Linked DNA regions of Triticum aestivum: region 2 is linked to region 1. The links are chromatin contacts, called in public Hi-C maps. All regions are on one chromosome and are shown on one strand. The core of a region is the stretch at or near the end of the contact, and the rest is flanking DNA. Distances in the headings are between cores, read along the strand shown.

Region 1 (3,702 bases), core at 875-3,374:
ACTGTAGCTCCGTAGAATTGCACTGTAGCCTGCTCCGCTTCAGATTTTCAACTCCGCAGAGTTCGGGCGTTCGGCGCCGCTCCACCGGCTCCACAAGCGGAGTTGAGGAGTGGAGGGAATCCAAACACACCCTGAAGTCATAGCCCAGATCCGTGGAGAGAGAATAAATATCAGCGACCATATCCGGGCGATCATGGTACGATAGTGCACCGTCAGCTCCTAAAAATATCTCGCCGGTGCTCTGTAGCGTCTCGCCACGTGCCCCCTCACCAGCCGGAGGTTACACACGCTCGCGCCCACCCAATGAATGCTGGTCGCCGCGGTGGGTCCCGCAGAACGGTCTGATGTCGCCAAAGCACGTGAGCTCGCGGTGACGTGTCGAAATTTCCGCGGCGTCAGGTCGGCCGGTACAGGAAAGGTAATGACAAGCGAAAGCTCCGCTGCACATGGAGTCAGAGGATTTTTTAGGCATGCCCAATTGAATCAGTAGTTTAGATACGTGTTACTATCTCTGACACATATCATGTCATTTTTTTAGCAGTGCATCAGTCTATTTTTAGCAACCACAATATGTGAGGGCAAAGTAAGTTGTCCATAAATATATAGTTAAAAAAAAGTTGTCCGTAAACATCTTACTGATTTTATCTCTCTTTTAGGTATTATATTCGCTGTGTTTCTTTTTACACTGCATATAAGATTTATTTGAGGACATTATCCTAGACTTTAGGACATTTTGTAAAAAGCTTATTTGAAGTTCGCACGCATAATTCTGTACTGCGAAAGGAGAAGGTCAATGCAAACATGCTTCAATATACCTATCTCGATCTTTACTAAGCTCGTTAGGAACAAAGTGCCGGTTTTTCCTTCTGCCCCAAAATTAATGTCTTGGGTCCATCTCCTTGGCGTTCTTGCATGATAGTCTTGATCCATTTCTTAGCCTTGTAGTACAAAGGCAATAGCCATATGAGTGTCGTTTGGATCCACTCCTTATGTACGATATATGGGCTAGTACCATGAATGAAATTTCGACGAGCATCGATTATGGTTTTGTAGTAGCCGACATGCATAGTTGAATATGTGAATACCTAAAGCCTGTAGCTCCCTACAAAATGAAACTATAGTTGTGGTTGCTCCTCCTCGTGTGCAATGGTGTCGTCGACATACCTACGACAGGCGGGTCCAATTATTGGGTCTTTCTTTATACAGTTTCACAAATTTGAGGTTTGAATTGTTAAAACGTTGAAATATCCATTCAAACATGTAAATGATGCATGCTAGGACGTGATGCAAGTCGCATACTACAAAGCCGAATCACCCACCGTGCAAAAAGCTATATCTCTTCTTAGTCGGCCGATGACCGCAACTCACCCAATCTTTATTACGTACATGTGTACATTTTGAAAAAGTTTTTGATTTTGGGCGGTGTCACAAAAGAGAATGCCGCAACAGTTTAGGAGGGGGGAGGGGGGGGGGCAACACACAAAAACTGCAGTGTGGATGTGATTTAGAATTATAGAGCCGATTGAATTTGGTTGAAGCTCACACTTTGCATTGTAGACTTAAAAAAGATTCGAATGGATGTAGTTTCTACAACTGATAAGAATTTTGGAAACGACGCCTTTTAGCACAACACAACAAAAGAAACTTAGGAGAGAACAAAATATGTAGTATTGTATAGTCGGACCCCATGTATGCATCACTGCAGTGTGCTCCATACATAGGCATGACCCCATGTATCGAGGATTTAGTGGGCCGTGATTGTAACCATATACTCCTTCCGTTTCTAAATGTAAGTCTTTGGAGAGAATTCACTATGGACCACATACGGAGCAGAATGAGTGAATCTACATTCTAAAATGCATCTATATACATCCGTATATGGTTCATAGTGAAAACTCTATAAAGACTTATATTTAGGAACGGAGGGAGTAGTTTCAAACGGCTGATCCGCATCCGCTCGCGGGATTAACCGGATAACGCCTAGCGAGGGCCATTAAAAGTAGATTTTGCGATTAATCCCTGCCACCCAAATCAGATCTGCCACACAAGCGGCAACGGTGTGTACCCAGAAACCCGGCGTGCACATAGCTAACACGCAAACGAAGCAGCAAAAGATGAAAATATTAATCGCAAAAGGGGAGCCAACGCTCCAAGCCGCCTCCTCCGCAAGGGGATAAAAAGCCGCCCCCTCCCGGCGTCACGCGCACAGAGCAGAGAAAAACGGCCACTCCGCAGTAGCCAAGCCACCCACGACCACGCCGACGCCGACGCCGACGGCGACGGAACCGCCACTGCAAAACTACCAGAACGTCCGCAGCGCTGATGGCGTGTTGGCGGAAGAAGGTCGTGTTCCGGGCGCGCCGTGCGTGGGCCGCCGTCTCCGGCCGCCTCCTCCGCGGCAGCAAGTCGGGTCAGTCTCCCTCCCCGCACTCCTCTCCAACTCAACCACTGCCCACACGCATGTTGGTCTAGAAAAACGGTGAAGATTTCCGGTTGGTTTCTTGATTGGAAGCGCTAGATGGCGAAGATTTTCTCTTCATTTTGCTTCCTTCAGTGTTCCTGAAATGAGTGAAAGAATAAACAGATGAAATGTGGGTCTGAAAAAACGCAGGTCATTGGTCGGGACGTCTAGATGCATGTTTGGCAGCAAATTTCGATTTCACGGGAATGATTGATTTCTTGGGCCCCTTTATTTGTTCATCGATAGGAAAGTTGTTTTTCTTTCCCTCTTAGTAATGATATGTATTCGTTCAAGGGCTATTCCTTATTTGGTTGTTCGCCTAAAGGGATACAAAGAGAAAAAAGATGAGAAATTTCTGCACTCAGAAGAAAATCAAAATTTGCTTACCTGTGGGTAAGAAGATCTGGTGAACAGAAGTACAATACAGTCCAGATTTACGACTATACAGAAAAACATGACAATTTACCTGTAATTCTACATTTTCACTTCTTTCTGTAAGCTGGTTTGTTGGTCTTTATACTGCACCAAACATCATTTTGAATAGATTGTGATGTGAACAATGTGTGATATGGATTGTCGAGTGGAAGAGGCCGAAAGTTTCCCTTCTGTTATTAGAAGAAAATTGGTAAATAGATCCCCAACATGCAGACCAAAGAATAGGAGATGATGCTTGTTCTGCTGGGTAGTATTATCTCCGGAATTAAGTGCAGTAAATTCGCTCTCCGGGATCTCGTTGTGTAGCCGCGGCAGTGCTACTAACATTTACTTCTCGATTTCAATATCGCGTGGTGTGATGAGGTACGCATGGCATGGTTTGCAGGATTCTAGCTTAAATTCGTATGGGATTCGTGGAGGCTTTCTGTGTTTCAAACCATAGGATTTTACAGGAACTTCACATGAAACATGTACACGTCGGAAAATTCGTAGTATGCTCCAAACACCAAGGGGCCTCAATGATCATCCATCAGATCTTTTCTTTTTGCAAGCTTTAGGACCACTCAGATCGATCTCTCATACCTTGTACGGATTTCCTGCTGGACCAGTAGGCCTTTTCCATCTCTTATGGGAGAGGCCTTCTATTTGCGTCTGTCCGTCCATTTGGATGGACTGAAGTAACTTGTGGTGCCTTTTTCATCAGTAGGGAATGGAGCAGAAGCTCCTGTTGCTATGAGCCTAGAAAGCAATCAATACTTTTGTAGCATTGTTTGATTGAAACTGAGACGTCAATGTACCTTATGTTA
Region 2 (3,702 bases), core at 630-3,129, 430 kb before region 1:
CTCCTTGTAGTTGTGAGGGATGAAGGGCGATATCTGACGGCAGGTGATCTTGATGTCAGGGTCAGGCTCACCTACATTGCAATTGTGGAACATAGAAGGTTAGTACTTAGTAGGTCCTGCCAGACAAACTTAATCGGCATTGTTACTGGCGACAACTATCTCTGTCAGGTAAGGAATGTACCATCATATACAGTCCAAGATCTTGGGAACAAGCCATGGTAGTTGCAATTCTTCTCTTTCAGTTTCCAGTCCCAAGACCCGATACCGGCTTTGTCTATTCCCCTGCAAATGTGCACAATTATTTGTATGGTATCTCTGACTGGCATAATCAGATGAACGATATACAGGTGAGCTTGTGAGGCTTTCACTGCTTACTTGAGAAGATCAGCAGTTGGTGCGGACAACACTGTGGAGTAGCTCTTCCCGCCGGGCCGCGAAACGAATGCCTAGACAGGTGAAAATAGTGGGCAATATAAGACGTTTTTCCACCATAAATTGAGCACTGAAACTCATGAAAGCAAGTGTAAATTTATTATTACTGAGAACTGGTTGGCCAGGACAGGCTTCTCTTCATATATCCTGGGGAATATTTGAAACTGCTGAAAGTACCCTCTGTAGCTTCTCCCTATGCTTCCTGAACTGAAAAGAAGAAGAGAATGTACTTTGAGTAAAACTGTCATCTGAAGTTCAGTCAGCTGCAGGGCCATGCATGAATGTCACAACACAACCGAGGCAAGTCTCAGAGCAAAATCAGGACCCGAAACATCGAAAGAACTTACCCTAGTCCGCCGAGGGGTACCCCGCGGTAGCAGTTGTCCATCCATTTCCTGAGCGGATCATAGACGGCAACCTTTGGGAAACAAGATGATACTTGTTCAACAATTTCACTGGCTACTGAGTACTGACTGGGCAGAATAATTTGCACCGGCATTTCAACTACATGCGCATGCTGGTAGACAGATTAGCTGAATGTTCAGTGACAGAAGAGGGACTCACTTGGTTTTTGGCGATTCCCTCGACGTGTAGTCGAAGCATTTTAAAAATCAAGGGTATCTGCAGCACAACCATGACCATGGTCAGTGTTTATATGCAGCAAAGGTAGTAAGCATTCTTGGTTCTAAATGCAAAATTTAAAAAGGTACAGTCCATGTTGACATGCTTGCTTACAATTGTGAAGATATCAGTGGTCATGCTAAGCATAGCAACCTTCTTTCCTTCATCGTCGAATTTCCTCTGCCAAGTTATTGCTGGTGGCTGTGCACAGTCGACGTGCAAGTGCGCCTGAAGCAAGAACAACCATGTCATACCAGTTCGCTTATAATGGACTGAAACCTTCATTAGGGAATCATCCAAGAAAACAACTGATCAGAATCGAAAATCGTAGAGGAGAAGAACCTCGAGCTCCTCCACCAGAGGAGTAGGGTCAATTAAGTAATTGCACCAGAATATTAAGTAGTAGGAGCCAAAGAAATGGGAGAGCTGTTTCAGGTCAGGAGATACCTTGGTTTGCTCAAACTCTGAACTTCCCATCTTCAGAAACCGATGAAGGGGCTAACTCGACTGGAACAGATACAGCATGGTCAACAACTCGAAGAACGGGATTGCTCATCAGATTGAAAACAAACCAAGAATGTATCCGTACACTGAGAACCGCCTACATAGGAGGAGGAGAGTGAGAAAGTACCTGGACCTGAACACGGCACCCTGAGACGCTCAGCTCTTTTGAGGAGCTACCCGAGGTAGCTGTCTATATAACTCGTTGGACAAGAAGGGGACGAAGACGACGCGACGAAGGAGAAGCGAGGAGCATAACCAGAAGGACTGGCTGGTGGTATCAGATATTCAGATATGCTCAGGTGCGTGGAAAAGTAGGCGTGCACATCACAGTCGTGGAAGCGGTTGAATATGCCATTCATGCTCCCCGGTCACGATCCTCGCTGATAAATCTTTCCCGATAATTAGCCTGATTCCCGCGTCACCATGCCGGAAGGAACAAAGTTTCGCCGGTACTGCCAAGCTAGCTAGCCGTTCATGGAAAAGACGGGCGCTGGAAGCAACCGTGATGCGTGCTAGACTGTCGCGTACTCGCGTGGTTTCTTAGACTTGTTCCATCGGAAATCAGAAATAGCAGCCCGGGTGTTGAATTAGTGTGATGTAGTACGTTTTTTGACAAATTCTCTCTTAAGGAATAGACTATTTATAGTTGGAAAATTTAAGGCTTTTAGGTGAATTAGTTTGTAAGTTTAGATCATTAAAGTAGTGATCTAAACGATCTTATATTTAGTTTATAGAGGGAGTATCATGGAGCTGGCTTAGTATGCTGTGTTCAGGGGAATGATAAGAGCAACTCCAACGGGCGACCCAAACGGACGGCGATTTCGTCCGCTTTTTGTCTGTTCGGGTCGGCCAGGCGGACACGAACATCCGTTTCCGCGTTTGGGTCGGCGTGTGCGCCCAACGCGCGCCTGGCCCATTTTGGCGCCACCGACAAAAAAATATATGCATGCATATTTCTACTGAAAATAACTTAATTAAACATTAAAACCGGGCAGGAAGGCCGGCGAGAGTCCACGCGTCCACATTAGCATTAAAAAGAAATTAAAAACCACCTAACTACGAGGCGGCGCACTGCCCAGCGCACCCTAGGCGGCGGCGGCGGCGGCGTCCTCGGGGTCGGTGAGGTCGATGAGCGTCGGCGGAGGGCCGGCCCAGGGGAACGCCGTGGCCCATGCGGCAGTGGCGTAGTCCGGGGGCAGCTGTTCCGACGGTGGAGTGCCAGCGCGGGGGGCTGTGCCGCCGCCTATGCAGACGCAGCCTGGCGCGCCTCCTCCTCAGCCTGACGCGCCTCCTCCTCGAGGTCGCGCTCGAGCATCTCCTCGTACTCGCCTTGACGCCGCTCCTCGGCCAGCCGTCACTGGCGCCAGTGCTCGAGGTAGGCCGCCTCCTGCGCCGGGGTCGCCTCCATCCAAACCGATGGCGCGGACACCCACTCGCGCACCACTCCCGTCCAGGAGAACCTCGCGATGGAGCCCGGCTCCGGCTCCGACTGCGGCTCCGGGTCGACCTTGACACGGCGTCGGGGAGGGTATGGCGGGGCCACCCGCGGCACCACACAGTCACCGGCCGCGGAGAGGGCCATGGCATGCGCCATGGCCGCCTCGTACCGAGCTTCCTCTTCTTCTGCCGCCTCCGCCCTGCGCCGCTCGTCCTCCTTGCTCTCCCGGTAGACAGCCGCAAGGGCCGCCTGGTAGGCGTCTTCTTCCGCCTGGTCTTCCTCCCCGACGACGAGCGGCGGCGGCGGCACGCTGCGGTCGACCTCCCGCACGTCGCGCCGCCTCGCCTTCTCGTGCTCGAAGGCGAACCAGCGTACCCAGTTGGGATCGAAGGCGTACGCCTCGTCGCGGCGCTGCTCCGGCGTCAGGAGCGCCCGCCGGCGACGCACCTCCTCCGCATGCGCCCTAGCCGACCGCGGCGCCGCCGGCACTGGGATCCTTTCCGGATCTAGATGCCAGTCGTGCGGCAGCATCACGTCGGGGTACGGCAGCGGCACGCGGTGGCGCCAGTGCCACTCCGCCTGGTGCACGGGCACGTTCACCCGCTGCCTCTGCCGGCGAGCCGACGGAGGCGGAGGCGGGGTGAACTCCGCGGGGAAGGGGACGACGGGGCCTTGCCCTTCGACTTGATGCTGCTGCCGGAGAAGAG

What was found. Hi-C and Micro-C count contacts between places; a contact is called where the count stands out from the background.
Region 2: a contact with region 1 is called in a Hi-C map of leaf, with 7 times the contacts expected there. The contact joins the promoter of LOC123157002 here to the promoter of LOC123160707 in region 1. A contact is called at or near these places in 2 of 5 Hi-C or Micro-C datasets (both in leaf).

What each region holds. Positions count from the first base shown.
Region 1 is chr7B:417,075,572-417,079,273 of IWGSC CS RefSeq v2.1, reverse strand. LOC123160707 reads left to right here and starts at 2,124. Exons shown (of 2, transcript XM_044578550.1): 1 at 2,124-2,410. The coding sequence starts at 2,323.
Region 2 is chr7B:417,502,878-417,506,579 of IWGSC CS RefSeq v2.1, reverse strand. It overlaps LOC123157002 (non-lysosomal glucosylceramidase), which reads right to left and starts at 1,879. Exons shown (of 15, transcript XM_044575224.1): 1 at 1,685-1,879; 2 at 1,501-1,560; 3 at 1,168-1,281; 4 at 997-1,053; 5 at 780-850; 6 at 540-639; 7 at 376-446; 8 at 182-282; 9 at 1-71. The coding sequence starts at 1,530.